2 separate regions of the Mus musculus genome follow, and region 2 is linked to region 1. Evidence: chromatin contacts called from public Hi-C data. All regions are on one chromosome and are shown on one strand. Each heading gives the region's core, a stretch centred on a gene start, on an enhancer-like site or on the middle of the called end of the contact. The rest is flanking DNA. Distances are from core to core; before and after follow the strand shown.

Region 1 (6,890 bases), core at 1,653-4,152:
AATTAAGGCCAAAATGTCTGGGAGGGCATCGGGTTGTTAGAAGCAGAAGGGAGCTTTATAAAAGTCCCAGCTACCGGTCATTGAGAATGAGGCTCCCTTTGCTGCTGGGATTCTGTGCACATTTGTTTTGAAACGGGAATTAGAATTAATTGAGTCTGAAGTGTTACGTGGGGATGTACCTTTTCCTAAATGTAAAAAACATAGGCTAGATAATTCAGTCAGAAATGGAAAAATCATTGTCCCATTGCCCTTAAACTAGAAGGCTGGCTAATTTAAATAATACAGAGCCCAGAGAGAGGTCATTGGCAATCCTGGAGCACACAGAATGAGCCTCTGCTCTGGGTTTCCCACTGGTACCCATTAAATCTGGATTGATGGCTCAGTGGGTAAAGGTACTTGCCACCAAACTCTGATGCCCTCCCTCAGTTTGAGCTCTTAGGACCCACACGAGAGGAAAACAGTCTCCCACAGGCTGTCCCCTGACTGTCAGAAGTGTGCTGCGATAAGCACGTCCACACACATAGCCTCACACAATTAATCGTAAAATTAAATCTTAAAGACGACTTGGAATATTCACGGGAGAGCAAGAGATAAAGGTGAAGGTTATTTATTTATTTATTTATTTATTGGCAGATGACCTCTCATGTGTAATTAGGGAAAGGAGGGGAGAGAGACACACAGGGAGAGATAAACAGAAAGATAGACAGAAACCTTGAGTTACCTCTGACTCACTAGGCATCTTTTCTATTATAAATAACATTACCCACCTCTCAGTTCTGCTTGCTCAATGGCTCTGGTAAATGTTCTTTGAAATCTACCTGTACAAATATTATGTGTATACTAAATAACAGCTCTTGCGTTGAGAAAGGTAATTAAATCCAACACATCTGTGTAGGGGGAACACGTATCAGAGAAGCTTCGGGGAGTCCCTCAGTGAATGGCACATGCTTCAGTGTCAAGGGATGGATGCTCTTGGAGATGCACGTTGTACAAAAACATACGAAAACAACAACAGTGAATGGGTTGCAGATGTTGCCTTGGAAGATGATCGAGAAGAGGGGGCATTCTCAGCCATCGTGAAGAAAGAAAGGCTGCATGAAGAACAGTGGTTCTCAACCTTCCTAATACTGTGTCCCTGTAATACTGTCCCTTGTGTTGGAGTGGCCCTCAGGCATAAAAGTATACCCATTGCTACTTCATAACTAATTTTGCTTCTGTTAGGAATCAGTGTTTTCTTACGGTCTCAGCCACCCTTGCAAAGGGGCCGCAGCCCTCAGGTGGAGAACCATTAATCCAGAAGGTGACATTGAGTAGACACTGAAGGTGAAGGTCGGTTTTTGAGAAGTCCAGGGGAGAAGAAAGCAAACAATTTTGTAAAACTGGGCAGGTCTGTGAGATCCTAGGGGCAAGGTGTTTTGGAACTAGATTAACAAAGTGTTAGGAGCTGGGGAGGTTAAAGCTGACTGTCAACTTGAAAGGATTTGGAACCACGGACCTTCGGGGGTGCCTGTGAGGAATGATCCAGTTTGTATGCACTGAGGTGGGGAGAATCACCCCAGCTCTGGGCAGCACCATATTCATGGACTCTGAACTGAATAGAAGAAGAAAGTGAGCTAAGCACAAGCGTTCACCCCTCTGCTTCCTGACTGTGGATGAAGTGTGAGCAGCCGCATCACTCCTGCCACCATGCCTACCCCACCATGGCGGATTGCGCCCTCAAACTAGGAACCAAGATAACCTCTTTGTTGGTCTGGTATTTTCTTACAGCAACACAAAAATAATGGATGTAGAAAGCAATAGAAACTAGTGTTGTAAACTGTGAGTGTTGGTGTCAGCTTGCCTAGGCAGACTTAGATGTAGTATCAAAAGCTTTTTGAAGCTACAGTGGCACCTTGGTTTCTTTCTCGAATTACCCTGCGTACTGCATTCTCTTCTGTTCAGCCAGCAGCTCTGTTCCCTGGTGTCTGTCCTGCGTAACCTGAAGAAACAGCTGTGTCTCAGATGCTATCAATACTGTGAAAGTACAGTATGGGACAAGTGTGCTAGTGCCTTCCTAGAGGTGGCCTGCATCACTGATACAAGCAACAACTCAGTGGCCAAAGCCAGACATGGCCACACCTGGCCTCAGTGGGACAGGAGACATAGCCAGTCTTCAAAGAGGAAGGGGATGTAAAATATATTGAATAATTTGCCCAAAGCCTTGAAGGCAAGAATGAGTGTTTTACACTAATTATTCACAGGGTTACAAGCCACAGAAATTTTCTACAGAAAATCATGTGGTCTGGAGAAACTGAAAACAACACAAACAATAACAACAACAACAACAACAAAAAACAGGCCAAAAAACCAAGGAATGTGTGTGTGCGCGTGTGTTCGCGCACACGTAAAAGAGACAGAGATACAGAGACACAGACAGACAAACAGCACACACACACACACACACACACACACACACACACACACACACACTAGTTTTAATTGTTGGCTCCAGCCCTTCAGAAGATCTTATTCACAAGCCCCAGGAATCTGCAGTTTGAATAGGCAGCCAGATGGATAGTGTTTAGACTGTCTCATCCACAGATCTTAGTTTAAGACCTGGAATTGTGAGATCAGTGGGACTGAAAATGGTGGCTGAGATGGGGTAGTGACTGAGGACCCAGCTGGTCACTTAGAGTGCAGGAACTGAGGGCCGTGGGTTATAGGGGCAGCAGCCTGGGGACACTGCAAGAGGAACAGAGGTGGGTTTCTGGAGGGATTCTGGTACAAACAGCCAAGCAGCAGGGCAGCGAAGGGCGCAAATGCCAGCAGCTGAGATTAAGAACGTCACAGGATGGTCTTGCTCAAGCAAATAGCTTTCCACCCATGCTCACACAGTCAGCTCTAATTAAATGCAGTGGGGCACGGCAGCAACAAAAGGAACATGAAAGTCAGTTGGAGGAGGGCTGGACTGGAAAGATGGCTTAGCAGCTAAGAGCGCTTGCTCTACACACACACACACACACACACACACACACACACACACACACACACACACACACCCCTTTCCAAGGCTGGAGAGGGAACACTGAGATCTTTAGCAAAAGACAGCCCTCTTCATAGGGCTTGACAGTCCCACTAAAACTTGCTTGCCTTTGGCCAGCAGGGGGCGCTATGGCAGCACGGATGCTGATGGTTGACTAAACTGCAGAATCCTGCAGGCTGGGATTATTAGCCCGACCCACAGCACAGCATTTTGAGCGCTTCATTTATTACTTTTATAGCCATGAACCTTCAGAGGAGGAACTTTTAAGGTTTCTTTTTAATTATTAAGGCATCTAGGTTTTTTCTGAAGTGCCAATTCCGATAGTCAAAAAGAAATTAATTTCACAGAGTTTAAGGGAATTATTGCCCGTTTATTGACTTCCCTTGAGGCATATAGTGGCGATTAGGAAAGTGAGGAGAAAAACCAGGAAGAGAAAAGTGCATGGTGGCCACGGCAGGAAGGAGGACTACTGTGTCACCCTGGGACCCTTCCTGTTGCATTTTTCATATTTTTATACATCTTTACTTATTAAAAACTTTTAAGATAAAAAAAAATGCTTAGGTATGTGTATCTGCCTGCGAAAGTCAGAAGAGAGTATCAAAAAACGCTGGAGCTAGAGGAAGTGGCAGTTGTGTGGAGCCCAAAGTGGGTGCTGGGAATTGAATCCAAGTCCTCTGCAAGAGCAACAGCTGCTCCAGTCTGGTGTGTGTGTGTGTGTGTGTGTGTGCGCGCACACACACACACACATACACACACACACACCCATGTGGAGATCAGAAGTCAATTTTCAGAGTCAGTTCTTTCCTTCTACCGAGTAGGTCTTTCAGGTTTAGCAACAAGTGCCTTTATACTCACTGGGCCACCCTGCCAGCCTCTGCACGTTGTGGTTTGCTGCCCAGGTGATTTCTAGAGGGAGTGTGTCCCTTCACTTTTGTACCCGTAATAATGCATGGTAGTTATTTCTCAACACCTCTGAAAACATGTGTATCACTAATCTTTTTAACATTTGCCGTTCTGAGAGGGAATTACAGAAGTTGGGAGTAGTTTAAACTGGCATCTCACTCCTGGGAGGATAACACTCTTTCTTCCTTAAATTTTATTTGTATGGTTAGGGATGAAGCTCAGGTGGTAGCACGCTCGCTCGCTTAGCACACATAGAACCCTGATCTGTGTGGAGGCCAAAGGGAAATCTCACACATATTCCTCAGGTAGCATTCACCTCATTCTTTTTTTGTTTCTTTTGTTTTGCTTTTTATTAACAGCATTTTAAAAAATATTTTTTATTACGTATTTTCCTCAATTACATTTCCAATGCTATCCCAAAAGTCCCCCATACTCTCCCCCCCACTCCCCTACCCACCCATTCCCACTTTTTGGCCCTGGCATTCCCCTGTACTGGGGCATATAAAGTTTGCGTATCCAATGGGCCTCTCTTTCCAGTGATGGCCGACTAGGCCATCTTTTGATACATATGCAGCTAGAGTCAAGAGCTCCGGGGTACTGGTTAGTTCATAATGTTGTTGTACCTACAGGGTTGCAGATCTCTTTAGCTCCTTGGGTACTTTCTCTAGCTCCTCCATTGGGGGCCCTGTGATCCATCCAATAGCTGACTGTGAGCATCCACGTATGTGTTTGCTAGGCCCCAGCCTAGTCTAACAAGAGACAGCTATATCAGGGTCCTTTCAGCAAATGCTTGCGAGTGTATGCAATGGTGTCAGCGTTTGGAAGCTGATTATGGGATGGATCCCTGGATATGACAGTCTCTAGATGGTCCATCCTTTTGTCTCAGCTCCAAACTTTGTCTCTGTAACTCCTTCCATGGGTGATTGTTTCCAATTCTAAGAAGAGGCAAAGTGTCCACACTTTGGTCTTCGTTCTTCTTCAGTTTCATGTGTTTTGCAAATTGTCTTATATCTTGGGTATACTAAGTTTCTGGGCTAATATCCACTTATCAGTGAGAACATATCATTTGAGTTCTTTTGTGATTGTGTTACCTCACTCAGGATGATGCCCTCCAGGTCCAACCATTTGCCTAGGAATTTCATAAATTCATTCCTTTTAATAGCTGAGTAGTATCCATTGTGTAAATGTACCACATTTTTTTTGTGTCCATTCCTCTGTTGAAGAGCATCTGTGTTCTTTCCAGCTTCTGGCTATTATAAATAAGGCTGCTATGAACATAGTGGAGCATGTATTAACAATATTTTTATTAGATATTTTCTTAATTTACATTTCAAATGCTATCCCGAAAGTCACCTATACCCTCCCCCCACCCACCTACTCCTGCTTCCTGGCTCTGGCATTCCCCTGTACTGGGGCATACAATCTTCACAAGACCAAGGGCATCTCCTCCCATTGATGGCCGACTAGGTCATCCTCTGCTACATGCACAACTAGAGACACAACACTGGGGGTACTGATTATTTCATATTGCTGTTCCACCTATAGGGTTGCAGATCCCTTTAGCTCCTTGGGTACTTTCTCTAGCTCCTCCATTGGGGGCCCTGAGTTCCATCCAATAGATGACTGTGAGCATCCACTTATGTGTTTGCCAGGCACTGGCATACATTCCCCTCATTCTTATGAGAAGGCATCTCTCACTGACTCTAGACTTACCTAATAGTCTAGGCTAGCCAGTCAGCAAGACTCAGGAATCCTCCTGTGTCCACCCCCTCAGCTGACATGCCTTTTTTTAAAATGTGAGTTCTGGTGGATTTAGTTCAGGTCTTCTGCATGCAAGGCAAGCACGTTACTGACTGAGCCATCTCCTCAGCCAGACTTTATTTTTCATTAGGATATCCCAGCATGCTGAAGTGGCATATCATTGTGATTCTTGATTTCTGTTGTTCTTCTGTGCCTAGGATGGTTTAATTTTAAGTGCTGTCTTGATTGGGCCACTAGATCCATAGATAGGTGGTTAAATGTTCCTTTCTGGGTGTGTCTGTGAGGGTGTTCCCAGATAGGGGAACACCAGAATAAGTGGATGGAAGGAATAAAGGATTCTCGAGGGTATGTGAGGTCATCTAGTTTATTGAAGGCTTAGATAGAGTCTAAAAGCAGAGGGGGCTTGAGCTAGTTCTGCTTGACCCCTTGAGCAAGGGCTTCCTGATTCCCGGGAGAGGTTCCCACACCATCAGCTCTCTGACTCTCAGGAGTTCACACTGTGCTGACTCCAGCCTCTGAATCTCCAGTTTGCTCATAGTTCATCATGGAACTCAGCCTTCATCTTCAGCAATCGGGGAAGTGAGCAGACAGGCCCCACTGGTCCTGTTCCTCTAGAACCCCAGCTAATATGACAGTGATTATGTCTGAATGTGACATGTCTCCCATAATACTCAGCATTTGACCACTCATCTCCAGGTAGTGACACTGCTCTGAAAGGCTCTAGAATCTTCAGGTGGTAGAACCTTCCTGGAGGAAGTGAGTCACTTGAGTTTTATAGCCTAGACCTACCTTCTGTCTTAAGATGCAATATGACCAGCCAGGTTCCTGTGCCCGTGGCTGTTGTTGTGACATTCTCACTACAAGGGAATTATTTTAGACATAAAGTTCAGGGCTGATGGTCCATCTACTGTCAGGGGCCTTGAGGTCTGTGTTTGCATTTCTCTAATGACCCTGAATGCTAAGTATTTTTTTTTCCTGAGCATATAGGCTATTTCTATGTAATTCTAGGAGAAACACTGACTGAAGTTCTTTGATCATTCCTAAATTCAGTTATCTTTTAGTTGTTGAGTTGTGGCACTTCTTTGTATATCCTGGGCACTTGTCTCCCCGTACGTGCAGGATTTAATTCATAGAGACGACTGGATGATAAGAAGCCAGTGCCTTCAAAGTGGGGAGGGGACACACCACATCACAGGGCCACAAG
Region 2 (7,299 bases), core at 4,786-7,285, 70 kb after region 1:
GAGAATGGTTGCAGAGTGCTGCCTTGTGTTCATGACATAACCGTGCAGTCTCAAGCTCACTGCTGCTGTTTTCTGTTATGTTACGTACATAAGACCTGCCCAGGATCAAGTCAGTCAGATGGGAGAAAGACTGATGAGGACCTGTCCCTAACAGAGGAGCTAGTGCCAGCTGATGGCTGCTGGGTTGGGAGAAGATAGTGTGTGTGTGTGTGTGTGTGTGTGTGTGTGTCCATGCTTCAGTGGTTTCCCCCTCCCATGCATGTGCATATATATAGCACTAACTGGGCTTAGTGGGTTATTAAAACATGAGGACAGGAATGTGGAAGGGGAATGTGTTGGAGGGGAAGGATAAGTAGGATTGGGGAGTTGGCAGTAGGTATATTAGATACATGTCTGAATTTGTCAAAGAATAAGTAAAATGTTTTCTTTAAATAAAAAACCTAATATGTGTATGTAGACAATGTAAACAATATGGCAGGTATTTAAAAATTCTTTATTATATTTGTTATGACACTAATTATTATTATTGTTAATTTGCACATTTATTTTTTTATATCTTTGTGTGTGTGTGTGTGTGCCTGTGTGTGTGTGCATTTAAGTGTCAGCAGAGGCCAGAAGAAGGTGATGTGTACCCCAGATTTGGATTACAAGTGTCTATGAGCTGCTTGACATAGGTCCTAGAAACTGAACTCAGATCTTCAAGAGTAGCATGCACTTTTAAACACCCCATTAGGTACTTTTAATATAAAGTCATCCAATCGTCTTGATAAGCACATGGAATGAATACGGCTGTTGTCCTCTGGTGACAAAAGAGGAAACCAAGGCACCAAGAGGCTAAGTGAGTGGTCAGGACCAGATCCAAGACCCAGGAGTCTGGCCTCCAAGGGCATCTGCTACCGCATCCTCAGAGGACCCAGCACACCGACGGAAGACAATCCTCAGCTGATTTGTATGTTTACCTAGCAAGATCTGGAAGATCCATGGTAAGATTTCAGTATAATTTCCGTTATGGCTGAAAATTCTGTATCCGTTCAATACTTGAGGGGTGGAATACACAGAGTTGCTTCCCAAGTGAGCTGGAGAGATTGTGTAAGGCTGGAAAGAGAGTTTCTCTTTTACCTGGAATGTTTTAACATAAGGTCACCAAGGCCCAAGAGCTCTGTGCTTCTTTACAAGGCACGGGAGTGTCCAAACTCTTGACATTACAATGTGACATTATCATTTATGAATGTGTTGGGCCAAGTTCACAGCTCTTCTGGGATGCCTGTGACCCATGGGTTGCAGGTTGGACACACGTCGGGGTATGGGAGAAGCCGAAGTACCTTCTATTTATGTGTTTGAGGTGTGTGTGTGTGTGTGTGTGTGTGTGTGTGTGTGTGTGTGTGTGTGTGTAGGTGCCCATGGAGGCCAAATAAGGCAGCAGATCCCTGGAGGGAGTGACAGGTGGTTGTTGGGAGCCCACTGTTGGTGCTGGGAACAAAACCACAGTCCACAGGAAAAGCAGTACCTGTTCCTAATACCTATGTCATCTCTCCAGCCCTCCACTTTATTATTTTTTGAGACATTTTTTTTCACTGAACCTGGAGCTTTCCATGTAGGCTCAGCTAGCTTAGCTGCCACTGAACCTCAGGGGTCCTTCTGTCTCTGCCTCTATGGTGCTGCGATCACAGGCATATTCATCACCACACCTGTAGTGGACTCTGGAGATTCAAGTTCAAATCCTCAAACTTGTGAGGCAAGCACTCTATCAACTAAGCCATCTTCTCAGACCCAAAGGTCTTCATTTCTCTCATTTTGACCCCACTTTGCCATTATGCTAGGAAAATGTGTAGATTGTACAAATCCTGACCAAAAGCCACGTCCTCAGCAAGTGAGAGACCATTGAACAGTTGTTTTTTAATTTGTTTTTAAATTGCCCTTAGGAAAAGCAAAGGTGAAATGTACATCTATTTCTCCTAGACATTTGCTCAAAATACATATTTTTCTATCTTTACTGTGAGGGAAGAATTTCCATTAGTTTGATTTTTACTTTGGCTATGCATTTATAATTTGTCTCCTCATCTTAGCAAAGAACATTTTAATGAAAACAATTGGGTAGTAACTGAATCTGGTCTGAGCAGAACAAACCAGGTTACCACAGTGAGCCGAGGATAGCTGGGATGGCTGGAACAGCTGGGGACAGGAGAAGCTCTGGGTGGTGGGACACAGGTGACCCTTTCCCAGAATGCCTCTGCTCCAGCAGCTTCAGGGAGACATTGCCATAGGGAGGAAAGTGTTTAGGTGCCAGGTATACTTGACCTTGAATTTTCCTTTAGAGTTGTCTGGTAGTCACTTTATCCTCCTCTCAAGTTTCTCATCTGTAAAATGAGGGCAATGATACCTACTTTACACTGTTGTGAAGATAATAAACAAAACAAAACAAAACAAAACAAAACAAAACAAAACAAAACAAAGAAAAACAATGAACCATGAGGCTGGGCAGATGGCTCAGCAGAGATACGTGATTGCTCTTCTTACACAGGCCTGGAATGTGGTTCTTAGTATGTACATCTAGTGGCTCATAATCACCTGAAACTCCAAATCCACAGCATCCAATGGCTTCTTCTGGTCTCCCAGGGCACCTGTACGCATGTAAACACACACACGCACACACACACACACACACACACACACACACACGTTTGATTCTTTAAAAACAACTGTATGTCTACATAATGAGACCTTGTCTCAAAATAATAAAAAACCAACAAACCAAATAAATTAACAAGGTGGACAGAACCTGAAGAACAATTTCTGATTTGACTTCTGCCCTCTACATATACATGTGTGCACATGCACCTGCACACACACACACACACACACACACACACATGCACAGGCACATACACAATTCTATTAATGTTCATGGCATATATATGTGTATGTGTATATATATATGGACATCCACCATCCATATATATATGGATGTGTGTGTGTTTGATATGTATGTATGTACATTTGGCTTTTTCATACATCTTTAGTGCTATTTATGCCTTCTCTCTTCCTCTTCTCTTTATTACCCTCCCTCTCTCTTCCCCAGTTACTCCTCTCGTCTCTGGTTTTTGTTTTCTCCCTTCATAGCTCCTGTGTTATCTTATTCACTTTAGATAGCCTCTGGTCCAGTATTTTATCCTCTCTGGAGCTCCTTTCCCTGTTCCTCTATGGCCCATTTCTGCTTCCCTCGCTTCTGTAGTTAAGGGGCTATATATTCAAATACAGAGACTTGGAGCTAGGATCCACAAGTAAGAGAACAAGGGATGCTTATCTTTCTGGGTTACCTCACTCAGTAAATATATTCTAGTTCCTGAATCTTTAGTTTCTGTTTTCTTTACCGCCAAGTAGTAGCCCATTGTACATGTGTGCCACATTTTCATGTCCATGCATTGGTTGAAGGACACATAGGTTGTTTCTCCATTTCCTAACTCTTGTCACTAGAGTTGCATTGATCATGGCTGAGGGAGCAAGTGTCCGTGAAGTAGGGTTGAGGCCCTTTGCATATATGCCAAGGAGTGCCACAGCTGGGCCTTATGCCAGGTTACTTTCAGCTCTTTGAGAGTTCTCCTCACTGATTCCCACGGTGGCTGCACCAGGTCTCAGGTCTATCAGCAGTGGAGGGGGTTCCCCTTCCCAGCATTCTCTTTAGCATTTGTGTTGTTTGTTTTCTTGATCTTAGATATTATGACTGGGGTAAGATCAAATTTCAAAATAGTTTCCAAATTACATTTTCCTTATTGCTAAGGAGTTAAACACTTAAAGATATATTTTTTAGCCATCTTCTTCTTTTTTTTTTTTTTGAGAACTCTGTCCACCTACGTACACCACTTTTTAATTCAGTAATTTATTTTCTTGATTCTTTGTTGTTTTTTTTTTCTCTGAGTTCTTTATCTATTTTGGATAATAATCTTCTACTGGGTGTATAGATGGCAAGGATTCCCCCCCTCCACTCTGGGGGCTTCCTCCTCACTTGATTGATGGTTTTCTTTGTGTACAGGAGCTTTTAAATTTTATGAGGTCCCATTTGTGAATTGTTGGCCTTAATTCCTGGACAAATGGAATTGTATTTCCTGCACCCATGTCTGTTTTCCCCTAGCAATTCAGCGTTGAGGTCTCTGATCTGCTTGGAATTGATTTGGGGGCAGGGTGATAACTATGGCTCTTTTTCACTATTCTACAGTACGGTCATCCATCCCAGTGTGGGCAGTGCCATCCCTAGACAGGTAGCCCTGGGGTGGATGAGAAAGAAGCTAGCAGGCCTGGAGCGTGGGTAAGCTAGCAAATCCTGAGTCTCCATGTGTTCTGTTTCAGTTCCTACCCTGACTTCCCTCCAAGACTGACCTAGGGAGTAAAAACCAAGTAAAAGCCCTTCACCTCAAGTTGCTTTGGCTAGGAGTTTGTTAACATAGCAACCCAAAGCAAGCTAAAACACACAGTGAAAAGGTGACTACAAACAATTCCCTTGTTTCCTTGTGCCCCAGAGCTACTGTTAAGTGTGTTACACCTGTGGTCTCTTGCTATACTTATTGAGCCTCAAAGTACTATTAACTTAAGTCCCAAGTTAGGGGACTTGAGTTAATAATATCTAGATACATTTACCCTGTACAACTGCAAACCAGCACCCTTCAGTGCACCTCCTTTCCTTCGCTGTCTCTGGGAATTGCCCTTCTCAGCTTCCTGTCTTTATGTATTTGAATTTTTCTTAAGATTTCACACAGAGTGGGGGATGTGGCTCAGTTGGTAGAGGGTTTGTCCAGCATTTGTGAAGCCCTAGGTCTCAATGTCTCACAAAGAGTGGTGTTAAATGCCTGAAATTCCAGCACTTGGAAGGGGGAGGCAGAAGGATCAGGAGTTCAAGATTTTACTGGCCTATATGGTGTTGGAAGCCAGCCTGTGTTACCTGAAACCATCTTTCAAAAAACAAGCAATAGACAACCAACCCAAAGAAGTAATTTTATGACCCAAGGGGACTCAGTTATCTTCTGTCTTTGAAGTGTTAACCCAGGTATGGTGATCCAGACAAGGAAAAGCTGTTGTCAGGATGGGTAGGGACTATACACAGTCTAATTCTTCAGGACAGTAGTGCTTGGCTTACAGTGACTTCCCCAAGTCCCCACTTAGCAATGTCTGCACACACGTTGACTGTTGGGTGCATATGTCCACTCACTTTCTTTCGATTTTCGATTCTAGAGTTACATGGAATTTCTACACTGAAAAGCTCAACCTGAGCATTAGAATCCCTCCACCCGTTTAAGAGGAGGGGTGTGTGTGTGTGAGGGGGGTGAGAGGGGTGAGGGGGGACGGGACCTCTTTGAGAGCCCATGAGCTCCTGCTGTGGTCCTCTAGCTTGTGGAAACAGCTTCCCTTGAAGGACTTGCTTCCCTAACCAGGTATCTAGAACACAGGCACCCCTTTCGCATCCACCTACATTCCCAGCCCCTGGGGAGAGAATGGCTTCGTGACACAACCACCAACTGCGGTATGGAGAGGCAGCGTGCACTATGCACATGAGGAGGCTTGGAGCCAAGCCAGACTTCAAAAATGGTCTTATTAGCCAGGTTGGGGATGACTTCCAGGTAGTAATTCATTGCAAATACCTGGGTATCTTATAACCTAGGCACTACTGGGAGCGCACTTGCAGAGTTTTCAGGGCAAGCCACAGCCCAACCAGTCTTGCAAGGCAGGGCATCTCAGATACAGGAGTTTATAGATGATTGCCTCTCTCCATGGCCGGGAGAGACCTCCGCCTTCCCAGGTGCCACACCTACTCGGTTTGCCGGTCCCAAGAAACCTCAAAGACTGGCCAGGAGAAGGCTGCAAGAGCGAGGGGGTGGGGAGGTGCTGTTCCTTTTCCTGCCACAATCTGTGTTGAGTCAGACCCTGAGGCTGGCTGGGCTGGTTCTGCTGCAGGCTGCTAAGCAGAATGGGCTGTGGTTAATGATTGACCCGTGTGAGACCTCTTCCCTTCCCTTCTGAAAGGCAGTCGGGGAGGCCAGTGCCAGGGACCTGGAAGGGAGAGGAGGATCCGCCGCCAGACAGAGTTCTGCGGCTCTTACTCAGAGTTGAGTAGGGAGGTCAGAGCCTCCTCCGGACTGGTCCCTCCTCACCCGGAGTGACTATCTCCAAACCCCACCGCCACCCACTGCGTCGCCAGGGATTCTAGGGTGAATTATTCCAGGAAGTTACAATGAGAGAGCCGAAAAACTAAGTCACTCCTGGCCAGCCAACCACAGTGACAGAAAAGTGTTGCGCCCACGCTGGTGAGTTGCGGGGCTTCTTTGGGAGGCCGAAGAAAGGGCAGTGGAGACATTTGGGGACCTGGTGGTCTGGGTCTCTCTTCCTCATGGCTTCATCCAGTGGCTCCAACCACATCTGCTCCCGTGTCATCGATCACAGCCATGTTCCTGAATTTGAGGTGGCCACTTGGATCAAAATCACCCTCATCTTGGTGTACCTGATCATCTTTGTGGTAGGCATCTTGGGCAACAGCGTCACCATCAGGGTTACGCAGGTATTGCAGAAGAAGGGCTATTTGCAGAAGGAGGTGACAGATCACATGGTCAGTTTGGCTTGTTCAGATATCTTGGTCTTTTTGATTGGCATGCCCATGGAGTTCTACAGCATCATTTGGAACCCCCTGACCACACCCAGCTATGCTCTGTCCTGTAAGCTCCACACGTTCCTCTTTGAGACGTGCAGCTACGCCACACTGCTGCACGTGCTGACCCTCAGCTTTGAGCGCTACATTGCCATTTGTCATCCCTTCAAGTATAAAGCAGTGTCTGGACCTCGCCAGGTGAAACTGCTGATTGGCTTTGTATGGGTCACCTCCGCCCTGGTGGCACTGCCTTTGCTCTTTGCCATGGGTATCGAGTACCCTCTGGTAAACGTACCCACTCACAAGGGACTCAACTGCAACCTCTCTCGCACCCGCCACCACGATGAACCTGGAAACTCCAATATGTCCATCTGCACGAACCTCTCCAACCGTTGGGAGGTCTTCCAGTCCAGCATCTTTGGGGCCTTTGCTGTTTACCTGGTGGTCCTGGCGTCTGTGGCTTTCATGTGTTGGAATATGATGAAAGTGCTAATGAAGAGCAAGCAGGGCACTCTTGCAGGGACCGGGCCACAGCTCCAGCTGAGGAAGTCAGAGAGTGAGGAGAGCCGGACAGCAAGAAGACAGACCATCATATTCCTGAGTGAGTCTAGGTCGCGGTGGGGAGAGGGGGCTGGGGGGAGGAGGGGGGACGTGGGCCTTCTGGCCCG

Evidence for each region. A called contact is a pair of places that touch in the nucleus more often than the background predicts.
Region 2: a contact with region 1 is called in a Hi-C map of pancreatic cancer cells, with 6 times the contacts expected there. The contact joins the promoter of Gpr39 here to the enhancer-like site in region 1. A contact is called at or near these places in 12 of 39 promoter capture datasets (the 3T3-L1 cell line, 3T3-L1-derived adipocytes, the HPC-7 cell line and 7 more), 1 of 15 datasets of contacts at CTCF or cohesin (stem cell-derived epiblast-like cells), 54 of 484 Hi-C or Micro-C datasets (the 63-12 cell line, the AML12 cell line, the C2C12 cell line and 24 more), 5 of 115 datasets of contacts at active chromatin or transcription factors (the HPC-7 cell line, astrocytes, intestinal crypt epithelium and 2 more) and 2 of 9 other capture datasets (embryonic stem cells and pancreatic islet).

The regions. Positions count from the first base shown.
Region 1 is chr1:125,604,474-125,611,363 of GRCm38.p6, forward strand. No RefSeq gene overlaps it. Among named protein-coding and RNA genes, the nearest start is that of Slc35f5, 47 kb to the left of the region's middle. Within about 2 kb of position 2,903, at least 10 of the 459 cell types and tissues checked have an H3K27ac peak or open chromatin away from gene starts, as enhancers often do. A contact at or near this core is called in the HPC-7 cell line and pancreatic cancer cells, where this site is marked.
Region 2 is chr1:125,670,961-125,678,259 of GRCm38.p6, forward strand. Gpr39 (G protein-coupled receptor 39) reads left to right here and starts at 6,036. Exons shown (of 2, transcript NM_027677.2): 1 at 6,036-7,232. The coding sequence starts at 6,377.